Regions from separate parts of the Manis pentadactyla genome. Here region 2 is linked to region 1. The links are chromatin contacts, called in public Hi-C maps. All regions are on one chromosome and are shown on one strand. Each heading gives the region's core, a stretch centred on a gene start, on an enhancer-like site or on the middle of the called end of the contact. The rest is flanking DNA. Distances are from core to core; before and after follow the strand shown.

Evidence for each region. Hi-C and Micro-C count contacts between places; a contact is called where the count stands out from the background.
Region 2: a Hi-C map of fibroblasts shows a contact between it and region 1, with 4 times the contacts expected there. The contact joins the promoter of LOC118932395 here to the promoter of HS3ST3B1 in region 1. A contact is called at or near these places in 2 of 3 Hi-C or Micro-C datasets (fibroblasts and skin fibroblasts).

Annotation. Positions count from the first base shown.
Region 1 is chr4:124,503,773-124,509,999 of mManPen7.hap1, forward strand. It overlaps HS3ST3B1 (heparan sulfate-glucosamine 3-sulfotransferase 3B1), which reads right to left and starts at 3,721. Exons shown (of 2, transcript XM_036925818.2): 1 at 1,953-3,721. The coding sequence starts at 3,289.
Region 2 is chr4:124,665,703-124,671,929 of mManPen7.hap1, forward strand. LOC118932395 (protoheme IX farnesyltransferase, mitochondrial) reads right to left here and starts at 2,523. Exons shown (of 7, transcript XM_036925820.2): 1 at 2,377-2,523. The coding sequence starts at 2,419. LOC118932405 (a long non-coding RNA gene) reads left to right here and starts at 2,548. Exons shown (of 3, transcript XR_008997149.1): 1 at 2,548-3,054.

The DNA.
Region 1 (6,227 bases), core at 2,471-4,970:
AGTCAGTCACAGGCAATGTGGCAGGTGGAGGGCGGCCGCCTAAGAAATGGAATGAATCTTGCAGTGGGGATTTCCACTACGTGCCTCGGGTGCTTCTAAAACCTCCTGGCTCTAAGGATTCGGTTATTTTCCTGCCAGTTCCACCCAACCCGGCCCCCCAGTGCGTCTGATCTCTGAAAACCCCGGGCTGCCTCCGGCCTCTGGTGGGTTCCACCTGGAAGCGCGCTAGTTCCAGCCTGCCACCCCGGCTCCCGGAATCCTCTCCCCGGGAGGAGGGGGAGCGGTGGGGCCTGAAGTAATACTAACAATGCCGTTGGTGACAATAGCTAACAATGAGAGAGACCCCCACGCGCCCACACAGCACCCGGCGGCACCGGCACCGCCCGCCCCGCCCGTGATCCCACTGCACGGATGAGAGCGCCGAGGCTCGGCGCCCCGCTGGCCGGCAGAGCCAGGGCGAGATCTACAGGGATCCCGAACCCCCATTCTTACACGCCGTGTCCGCGGCCGGGAACCGGGGGGGGGGGGCGACTGTCACGCCTGGCTAACCTTCGGGACTTGCGCAACTCCTGACAATAATAAAAACATTAAGGACAAAAGGGAGGAGGAGGGAGAGGCTGGGAAGAGAGCGGTTTTAATCCGATGGGTCAGCCCCCTTTCATCTTCCGTCCTCTCCTGTTGCCGAAAGGGGGATGGGGCAGGGAGTGGGGATCGGGTCCACTCTCCTTGTTTTCCGAGGCCTCGAGCCTCTTGGAGGCTAACTGGGCCTGGAGGGGTGCTGGGAACTCGATGGAGTCATGCTTGTGAGAGTTGAGGGGTGATGGCAGGAGAGATGGGGTGCGGGCCGGGTCCCCGGCTGGAGACAAGGTTTCCTAAGGCCGGGGTCTGGACCCACCCGTGCCCCACCGGAAGGAGCTCTGTCAACCCAGCTGCTCACTCCGAAGACCAGCAGCTGCTGGAAGCGCTGGGCAGAGGTCGTGATTATTACCCCGGGGCCTCTGTCCCTTCGGAACGGGACTCACAACCCGACCAGGAGCTGAGTTTTAGGAAGCCCGACCTCCCGGAACCTACATTTCTCAAACAATGAGCCCCGAATGTTCTTTGCGCCCCGACGAATAAAGGGCCAGCGGAGACTCACGTCTCTGTCCGGGCTCTCCCAGCACCCAGACAGAGGTGGCGGAAACCGGCGGGCTGTGCCCGGGACGCCGTAAAGCCTTCAAAGCCGCGCGCCGCCGCTGCCGGCTGCAGTACGTGCCTTTGCCCGACAGGGACCAGCACCGCTCCACGCTCAGCGCGCAGCCGGCCCGCGGGGCGTAGACTCAGGGCCACCCGCCCAGCCTGTCCTTCCGAGACCGTGCAGCTCTCCAGTGAAGCGGATCTGACCCTCTTCGGGTTCCAGCAAGGGGGAGCACTGTACCCGAAAAGTTAATAACTGCGGTCTCTCCCACCCCCATCCCCATATGAGGAGCTGCTCTAAAAGGTGGTCACGGGAGGAAGCCGCGACTGGCAGGGCGCAGAACACCTCTGGCTCCTAGAGGAAAAAAAAATCCCGAGGAACACTGAATTGTTTGGTTTGGGACCCGGGCACAGTTTGGGAGTTGCGCGCTTCCCTAAGTGGCATCCCGGTCGCTGCCCCCTCTTCAAGGAGAGCTCGCCTGATTCATTCTAGGGCCCCTAGGACCACTGAGCCTTCGGAGCTCCTCGAAAAGTTTCTCTGGGTGGTGGCGACAGCGGAGCCCCGTGCACCCCGAACCGCGTTGGGGCGGGTTTCTGCACACCACCACCCAGCCTGCACCGCGCTGTCGTCCCTCTGCCCCTCCCTGTCCCCGGTGGTCCGAGGCTGTTCCTCCTACCCCCCAGTGTCACTTCCCCAGCACATGCCACGTCTCCCTCCTCTCCACGTCTGGATTGCGTCGGGCGCCCCTAACCCTGCCCCTGGCGGAGAAACTCACCGGTACCAGGCGAGGCCCTTGTCGTAGCTGCGGTCGAAGAAGTGGGGCTCGGCGCCCACGGCGCGCACGTCTGGGTGCACGCGCAGGAACTCCAGCAGCGCCCGCGTGCCGCCCTTCTTCACGCCGATGATGATAGCCTGAGGCAGCTGCTTGCTCCCGGACCCACTGAAGAAGCTGGAGATGGGGCTTGGGGAGTCCGGCGCCTCAGGACTTTGCTCCTCCTGACCCGCGGCGCTCTCGGCAATGTCCCTGCCCGCACTCAACGAGGTGACTGGCACCGCCTGGAACGGCAGCCTGGGGGGAGTCCCGTCGGCACCCGTGGCCAGGGCTGGCGGGGCGCGGGCGGCGTGGGACCCCGAGCCCAGCAGCAGCAGCCCTCGCGCGGCGGCACACGAGCCGGCGCACGAGTACAGGAACATGTACAGCCAGATGCAGAGCATGGCGAAGAGCAGCGCTAGCTTCCTCCTCACCGCTGGCGGGGGCGGCGGCGGCTGCCGTAGGAGCCCGCCGGGGACATCGAGGCAGGATCGGCCGCCGCTCAGGCGCTGCCCCATGCGCTGCCCGCGGGCGCGGCGAGAGACATGGCTCAGCACATGGCGCGGGTCCCGCCGCAGCAGTGAGCGCGGAGAGGACACCCGGGGAGTTCGGCTTATTGACTCCGTACGCCCGTGGCCGGCGCAGCGGCTGCAACTGCTCTTCCCCAGGTGGCGGCGGCAGCTGTAGCTGCGGCGGCTTCTGACATGTTGCCCGGGCGGAGACGCAACTGGAGAGAAAGTCTGGGTGGCGGCAACTGCTAGCCGAGGGGCTGTTCCTGCTGCGCGATGCCCAGCTCGGGGCCGGAACGCTGCCCTTCTGTGCCCTGGCCACTTCAGACGGAGCGCACGGCGGCTCGCCGGGGCTGCCTCCTCGCGGACCTGCGACCCGAGCCTGTGAGCAGCGCCGGCACTTCCCCGCGGAGGCTGCGAAGAACTGCGCAGGAAGAGAGCCCCTGACCGAAGTGGAGTGGGCGGGCCCTGCCTTCCGGAGCGACGGGTCGCTCCACCTACCAGACTCCCCGAGCGCCATGCAAATACAGGCGCTCCGCTGAGGGTTCGGCAGCCAACCGGCTCCCGGAACGTAGGGGTGTGGAAAAGATTTGGAGCGGTGGAGAGCGGTCGAGGGTTGCTATTGGCTGTGGGGCAAGGGGCGGTCTCAAAGGGGCGAAGCCAGGAGCTTGTGACAGGAGCAGATGGTCGGAAGGATGCTGGAGTGACCCAGCGTGGGGAGTGTCCCACCCCGCCGAGCGGTGCGCTTCGGCGCTCGCGCTCCAGGAGCCAGCCGAGGCTGTGACTGCCCATACGTTGGGACACGAGTCCCCATCCAGATGTTTCGCGGGCTGGCGTGTGATGCGAGTTTATCTTGTGGAGTGGGGAGGACGTTGGAGGAGCAAGACCCGGGCGGGAGGTGCCTGCAGCTCCCCAAACAGCCCACCCTGTGCCGGGGGTTCGGAGGGGGCGCCCTCCGGGACAGGCACAGGTTTTGGAAGTTTAAGTGGAAAGCATGTTTGGAAATCCCTGTCAGCTTTTTTTTTTTTTTTTTTAATTCTTTCCTTATTCTCTGGCAGGAGTTCTCTCTCTCAGGTTGCCGGTTAACTGGAACCCGGGTAAACTGTCCTTTGGAAAAATCTACCTTAGGTACAGAAACAGGGGGCGCGAAGGGAGAAATTAACAGCGAGATATGGTGTCCTCAAATGTTTCCTGTCAGAAAAGTGAGTGTGAAAGGCACGTGTAGAAAGTTTTGTTCGGATATGAGTTTGTTGGGGACGTTAAGTTTAAGCAAATACTCCATCTCCCCATTTTCCTGAATAAATAAATATTTAAATATTCAAGACAACATTAGCCTTCATTTAGGTAACAGTTTGGTTTGCCGACCAGTTACACTAATTATTAGGTGTTTTTTCCCTTTTTTTTTTTTTAAGTCAAACGTCAATCGGAGCATATCGATCACGGAGTTGCACTTACTGAACTGCGGAAGTCCGCTCGGGTCTCTCTCCCTGGTCCTCTTCCCACAGCGACCCTCTCCGGGCGCGGGGCGGCGGGGCCTCCCCTTTCTGGGAGCTGTGACCGCTCTCTGGGGGCGCTCGGCCGCGGGGGCGAGCCCTGCTGCGTCCCTTCGGAGCGAGGAACTTGGGAGGCTCAAGTTCCTACCGGGAGTGTTCGGGAAGTTTTTGATCCCTGCAGGCGGCCCCGGCGGGGCCAGCGGGCTCCAACGCCCGGCTTCGCGCGGTTCCAGGACAGATGCCGCTTCCGATCCCGACCCCAGTGGGCCCCCTGGCTGAGTGTCGCCCCCGAGGTGACTCACCGCGAGCCTCCGCCCACGCTGCCTTGCCCTGTCCGCGCCAGCGAGCGCAACCCACTGGCCCGAGCCCTGTCCCTCTGCCGCGCCGTCCCAGGCTAGTTCCGTGCCAGCCCCCGCGCACTCTCACCCCCTTCTTGAGTAAACGTCTCCAAGTGTCCCAGGTCCCCGCAACCCGACTCCGGGTCCGTTCCCCCGCGTCAGGAGCACCCTGAGAAAGCCAGTCTGCCGTTAGCACCTCCTGTGCCAGCACGTGCGGGACGAACCCCGGAGTCGGCCACCCCGGGACCCACGCACCGAGCTGTGCTCCGCGCGACCTCCTTGTAACTACCTTGCGCCCAAGACACTTTCCTACAAAACTGGTGAGGGGGAAATAATTTAGGTAGAGGATTTTTCTACCCCTTCCATATCCGCAAGGAGAATTTCTTTCCAGCTTTTCCTTACCCCTAGGGCCGGGATGTTGTATTGTTCTTCGGAAGTGACTGATGCGCCCTTAATTTTTTATTTAATTAAACTTCTAAAACAGAAGAATGTATTTCTGAGCATTAGTCCGACTCTATTTTGGAAATGAGAGAGGAAAATGTTAGCGTCTCCAAAGAGTGGGTCTCAAAATTCACGTTATTTCAACAGGGAATGAAGTTGTGTCTTCCATCTTTAGGCGACTACGAGTCTGTTGACTTGTTGGTTTGAGGGTGCGGGTAATACGGGTTTATGATTTGTATGTGTTCAAGAAACTTGCACCTCCCAACGTAGCTAACTGCAGGCCTGGTTGGATGTGAATCTGATAGTGTTTTCCCCCTCCCAAAGGATTTGATAGTCCTAATAAAAACGGTGTCTATCCTGAGGGTTAGGAAATCCCTGGTGAAAGAAAAAAAGAAAAAAAAATGAGGGATTACAAATCGAAGCCACCGGATATATTTAGGATTTTTCACCCGGGGGTGAAGGGAGGGAGAGAGTGGAAGCAAAGGCGTGGGCTTCGGAAATTTCTCTGAGCGCTCCGCAGAGCCCAGCACCCCAGAGCCCAGCCGCCGCGCGCCCCCACCCCGCGCACATTCTGTTCCGCCGGCGACAACATTTGAGGCAGTTCTCGGTGCGCCGAGGTGTTTCTGTCGCCGAGGCCAGAGGGTCATCTGGGGCCTGGGCAACTGTGCAGCGGCGGCGGAGGAGCAGGGCCAGGACTGCGACCTGACGCTGTGGCCCTTTCCGCCCACTGTGCTCAGACTGCGTCCCCAAATCCCCCTGCACGGCTGCCGTTTCTGGTTCTACCCTTGACAAAGGCCATCTCTCTCTGATCGTCCCATTCTGCAGATGCAGAGCTCAAGACTCAAACCCTGGACGCAGGTGACGTTGAATCCAGTTTGAGCCTCTGCCCTGAACCTTTGCTTAGAAGTGCTGGGTTCCCCCACTCCCGAACCTGGCCATCAGCAAAGCGCTGTCTCCCAAACCTGGAGAAAACGTTTACCGTTGATGGAATTATTCAAAATTTTTTGCCCTTGGCAAATATATAAAGGAAATAATTCGTTCTCAGCACACCTGTAAGGCTTATGTTTTATTCTGGTAGGTTGGTTTGGGATGACCAACGGGGGATGGCTCACCCGGGGCCTCTGAGGATGCTAATCTGGTAGCAGCCCCTCTCCTTCAGAAAGGGACAGGGCCGCCCTCAGGAGGCCGCTCCTTTTCCTCTTTTCTGCGGACCTGCTGCCAGCCACTCGTGTGTGACCCCAGTCGGGTCACTTTCTGGCCCTAAAACTCCCTATTGGTAAAATCAGGGACTTGAGCCAAAAGATCCCCGCGATACTGTCTACCTGATGTTCCTCTGATTCTGGGCTCGGGAGGGGAGGCGCCGCAGCTGACCGAGCCCCCTGGCAGCTCCGCCTGGTCACTCACAGTCTCCCTGGCCCGCGCCCCACCGGGACACCCTGCGGGGGCCGCCAAACATTC
Region 2 (6,227 bases), core at 1,273-3,772, 160 kb after region 1:
AAGGTTTTATTATTCTGGGCCTTCATTTCAAAACCTGTTTTGAGTTCATTTGTCATTCATTGTCAGATGACAAATGCATTTTGCTGAGGGAAAGAACCATCTTGGAAAATACTTCTCAAGATTAAGTAGGTCAAACTAAAGTTTTTACAGAATCGTAATTCAAAAAAAATAAGCTAGGAAACTGTACTTGTAAATGATGAAAACACTTCATTTAGTCAAAACATATCAATCTCTATGAATAAGTGCCTAGAAATAGAAAGACATTTCAGCCCTAGGTAAGTGAACATAGGTTTGAAGATACACAGGGCTTAACAACAGATACATAAAAAATCTGGAAACTTGACCATATCCATTATTCACCATTAACAATGAGTCATGATTACAGGGCTTTCAAAATGAGGTGAGCAGACATATAACTGAAAGGTCCTGGCAATGTTTTAATGGCTATAAAATCCTCTGAACTTTTAGGAGCAAAACCAGACATGACCTCCGGACATCCAGCAGAGTTCTCGTTTACCTTTTTGCCACCGCTTCCCACCATGCTGCCTCCATATCAAGCCCCTGTAGCGGGTCTTCCAAGTGGGTCAGACTAGGTTGTACAGACTACTTACTAGCATTTTTTTGGCAATTATGTTCATAACTTTAGGAAGCTGCCTCTTAATTCCTCCCACACAAGCATTGGAAGACTTATCCAGCAAAAAAACCACATGAACCTTACGCAGTCCACTTACTAGAACTGGGGAATTCTGAGCAGTCAAATAAAACTGTCCTATAGAGAACTGAAAAATACAGAACTGAAAGGCAGAAAAGATAGTATGAGGAATGCACAGTAGAATAACCTCCATAAAAGGTGGTAATTCAAGTAATGAAAAAGGATGAGCTCTCTAAGAATTGAGAGATAGAGTTAGGATCAAAGAACACTCACTGTCAGTAACCATAAAAGGTAACAAAGAAAAAATCAAGAAGAATCACAGGCCTTTTAGTTATATACAATATGGAAAACTTCAATCATACACAATAGCAAAAGACTATAAAGAGCCCCCATTACTTCTCCTCCAGTTTCAGCAATTACAAAACCATAGCCAATCTTGTTTCATGTGTACTCCCCCTCATTTCCCACCCTCCTCCCCTCTTTTTGAACCAGAAGGGACCTTTGAGATCATCTAGTTCAAATGCCTCATTTTATAGATGAGTAAACTCAATCCATAAAACAAATAATATGCCCTGAGATCAAACGGCCAAAAGAGACCCATAAAATAACATTATGAGAAAAGAGAAAGAAAAGAATTTCATAGAGCCACTGTGCTCAACATTGCCAGATGCTGCAGAGAACTTGTGACAGCTGAGACCTGAAAAGTATTCTGGGATTTGACCAAACGGGAGTCCCTGGCTTCTCCTATCCATCTCCAGTATGGACCACCAGCAACACATTTCTCAAGAGCCATTAGTTACCATCTTGAACTCTGGGAGCAAAACAGTTCTCAGCCTCCTCTTTAAAACCTCCACAAGACAAATTTCATTCATTCAAAAATAATTACTGAGAGACAACAATGCACACCAGGTACTGTTTGGAGAACTGGGGACACGGGGATAAACCAGGCTAAAACTGTCCCTTGCTTCACAAGGTTTAAGTTCCAACTGGAAAAAACATAATAAACCGGCATATAAACAAGTACAGACTGTGCTAACCATCATGAAAGAAACAGTGATGTGAGAAGAGGGGCATGGAGCTCTGCTTTAGATAGGGCGTCAGGGTAGGCCTCTCTGAAATGGTTAGCATTGGAACTGAAACCCAGCAAAGGGCCAAGGAAACGCATTCCACCTTCAACATACAGTGGTTACAGGCCCTTCAAGTCGGAGGACTGTATGAGGGGCCTCGCTGACCGCAGAAAGCCGAAAGTCTGCGGGAGACTTCAGCAGGCTTTCTGCAGCTGTCATCATGACCCTCTTATACTGGAACGAGGCTTCCGAGTGACAGCAAAACACTTGCCTGTCCTCACGACGGTAACTTATCCTTGTCATTTACGAGAGGCAAAGAACCGAGGCTCTGCTAAGCCGAGAGGCTCGTGGAGCCCCAAGGTTCTCCTCCGTCCTCTCTCCTCCCGCCTCCAGGATATGAAAACCCAAAGCAGAACGAGACACCGCCCCTCCGGGGAGGGGACGCAGGCGGTGTGGACCACCGCGACCACACTTCAAAACTAGACCCTCGCTCCGTGGCCTCTCCGCTTCAGGCCACTGCAGACGTCTCTCCCCCGCACCGGCGCCCAGCCGACCTCGCCAAGGGCTCCCAAGGTTGCAACCAGCCGGAACCACGGCGTTACACGTGACAAAAAGAGGAGAATTTTCCAAAGTCGTGTCCGAGGGCGCGTGCAGTACCTGTCAGGAGGCGTGAGGAGAGAGTGTGCGGGGATGCGGCCATAACGCGCGAGTCTGGTCGCTCCCTGCAGCCCCGTGCCCTCTCTCCTCACCGGCTGCTGGGCGCCGCCATGTTCCTTCCCCGCCCCCTGTGGGAGGGGAACACTTCCTTCTCGTCACTTCCGGCGAGCGGGCCGTGGAACGGTACTGTTGTCGAGCTGCTGCTCGGGACCGGGCGGGCGGGACGGTGCTACGCCAAAGGCCGGAGGCCTGAGGTCCTTTTGGGAAATGCAAGGAGACCGGTGTGGCCAATATAACCGAAGGCAAGGCTGAGTTTTCCAGGCGTTCTCGTCCGCGCACAGTGACTTGGTGGGACGGGCAGGGCCTGGCTGCGGGCTGCGCGCGGGCATTTTAAAGTTATATTAGGGATCTTTCTTGGTGTCAGAGTCGCCCAAAGGAAATGGTTCTGGGGACGATACCTCCACCTTCCAACTGATCCGTTATAGTTTTGCTACAATGCTTGTCAGGCTGCAAGACCCGTGAGCTGGGGTGCTTGTCCCTAAACCACCCCAGGGAGCGGAATCAGAATACCTGAAGATGAAGGAGGTGCAAATAGTGGTTAAGACCGGCTCTGGAGTGAGATGGGTAGTCGCGTCCTGACTCCACCTCCTGGCCTTCTGACCTGCTTGAGCCAGTGACGTAAGTCCTCTGAACCTCAGTTATCCGGCGGTACGATGGGAGTAATAATAGTATGTAACTTACAGGATGGTTGAGAGCACTGAATAATGGCTGTCCAATGGCTAACCAGGCGCCTACTACGTATAGGCACTAATAAATTATCGTTAGTGTTGTGATGACTAGGGCAGATCTTGGCAGCGTTCCCTTCATCTGTTTTTAATTTTGGAGTTCCAGTAGCACTGAAGAAAAGAGATCCAGCTTTTGGAAAAGAAGAGAGAAATAGGTAACTGGGTTCTATAAGGGCCATTTCCGTCTGTCTGCTATGTTAAGGGGATACTTGTTTTGGTTCACCTCAGCTAACATTAGTGGGCGCTGAGGATGCTGAAAAAAATTGACTGTCCTCATCCTGTAGGAGCTTACATTAGACCAAGGGGGTCAGAGGAGTTGCCCTTGGCGTCAGTGTGGTAAGGGTAATGTAGAAAGTACTGCAGAAACACAGATGCATTACAGTTCTGCTGGGTCAGGAAAGGCCTCAGAGATTTAAACACCATATTTTAAACATACTGAGGAACAGTGGTTTTCCTGCATACAAGGAGGGGAAAGGGTAGTCCAGGAAGAGAAAAACAACATTGATTGCTATGTTTAAAGTTTTCAAACTCCTTGCATTTCCAAGTGCTTTTATAAACATTTACTATTCATATCCATAACAAATCTTTATGAGTAACATGTTTAGGGCTCAAAGAGTTTTAAATGATCTGCTCAAAGTCACCTAGATGCTGAATTCCAAAACGAAGATCAAAATCCCTTGCTACCTGTTACTATGTCATTTTCACCATACCATATGGCCTTGTACACCTACTCATCTTGAAGTATCAGAGTTTCTGTGGTTTATAAGCGCAGTATTTCAACTTTGGCTGCCTATCAGAATCACCTGTAGGGCTTTAAAAAGTACAGATGTCTAAGCCACTCCCAGACTTATTAAATCAGAAGGGGTGTGGATTGTATGGAAGGAACTTGTAATTTTCTTTTTAAAGCACCGCGGGTGGTTTTGGTACCAGAACTGAGAATTAACTGGATTCCAGCCTTTATTTTTTTTAACTTTACATCACAGCTATATCTAAAAGGTCAATTACATGGATGTTGTATTTCATCTACTCAGAAAATATAAGTTCCCAAGTTCTTTAGGCTTATGATAGACAAGGAGTTTAATAGACACGTTCCTCCTTGGCCAACAGATTTTTCCTTCGCATAATCCTTGCTGAAAATAGGGGCAAGATGTGAATAGGGCAAAGCTCAGCAGCATAGGGCAACCTATGAATGAATGCATAGGTTTTCATTTATTAAGAGAAACCAGAGTAAATGTTTTCTGGGAAAAATGCTTTGAAAATGAACACATCCTAGCTTGATTGGTCAGGAAGTGCAATTATCTGTCGAATATTTTTCACTAAGTCTAGGTCAGTAGCCTCAAAGCATACTCTCTAGAAAATTAATCTCTGGAGATGCTTCTAGAAAGGAGGGTTCCATGGCTATATACATTGATATTTGCCACCTATAGATGCAAAGGAGGCTATGATTAGCTTAGGTCAGTCAGAGTCGATCATTGTGGACATCAACATACTGCTGTCCCAAATCAGATTAAAGTCATGTTAAAACTGAGTAAGTAGGGAATGGATGTTAGGTAGGCACCTAAAATGTCATAACTTTGTTGAACCTATTTTCCAAACATTTTCAACACTACCCATTTTGTGAAATACCATGAAAACATGGGAAATGCTAGCCTTGTACATGTGTGTGCACACGCACACACAGCCCAACTCATGAATGATTTTGGAGATTGGAATATGTTCGTATTGACAATTTTTACATATTCTAAGGTGAATCAGACTTAGTTTGCAACTGTCTTGCTTCATTAGACTTAGTTTTCCTGGATAGGTTTCTTTAGGAAACTCCATATATAAGCTCTGTCCTTTAATCAATGTAGATTAGTAGGATTTGTAGAGATAGACTTTAGACATCCATGCAACTCAACTTTCACTTCATAGATTTGGAAACTGAGGTCCAGAGAGGTTAATTTACTCTGAGTGATTCTGTCTCCAGATATCCAGGCCAGCATTTTTTCATCTCATACTGTCTGTCCTGTCCCATGCTCTACCTGTAGCATCTTCACTAATGAAATGATGTGCAACATGGATATTACTGGGCATGCTGCTCAGAGTCAAGCTTTTGGAAAGATAGTCAAAGGGATTAAAAGACTACATTTCAACTTCACATCATCTCTTTGGAGTCGGTCTCGTGAGATCCCTGGTCTTTAGATTTTCCTCTCGGAACATACTCCCCACCCCTACCCATCTCCCTGACGGCTCCTTCCCTGATCCCATGATTTGGGGAGTGGGTGGTGACAAGACAGGCCTGGGTATGTTCCTGATGGGAAAGGGGCCCAGGAAAAAGGTGGCTACCCAGACTTCCAGTCAGACAAGGTCCCACCAGGTCCAGTTCTGCTCACCAGAGTTAGGGCTTCCCCCCAAGTGTATGTGTCCAGACTTTTATGTAATAATAAACATGGCTTTGATCTGCCTTTATCCTCCTTTAGAGGCTTAGTAAGGTAACTGCTCAGTAGTAGGCAACTTGGGGGCAGAGACCCTGCCTTTGGCTCTGTCTCCATGACAATGCTCCTCAGTCAGGTCTGGTCACCAGGAGAAATCACAGCATATTTGAACAGAGAAGTTAGCATAAGGATAACACTAACAAAGTTGTTAACTAGGTAATCGGAAAGGTGAAAAGAGAGCCCTGAGGTGTCAGAGAGGCAGCAACTGCAGGAAGCACCTTCCTGGCTGGGGGATCAAAAGGAAGAGGTCAGTAGTATTACATTTTAGAAACTTGGAGGATGAGGACGCTGCGTTCTGGGGCCTCTGATCTCCGAGGGACACCTGGCTGAGCAGACGTGTGAGGAAAGCTGCACACGGGGCTCAACTGCTGCTGCTGGAGTGAGGAAGCAGAGTGAGGCTCATGGACTGGCCTACAGACCTGGAGTTAGTAGGGGGAGGAGGGCCCTTCTCACTCACTGCTGTCCTTTCTTGGCAAAGCCAGACGGGAGCCTGCAGGAGTGTGGCTTGCAGACTCCCAGCTCCAGCGCATGGGCACAATGTACAAGGGTCAGTTTGGAGCCAGCGCAGGTGACTACTGCCAACTGATTT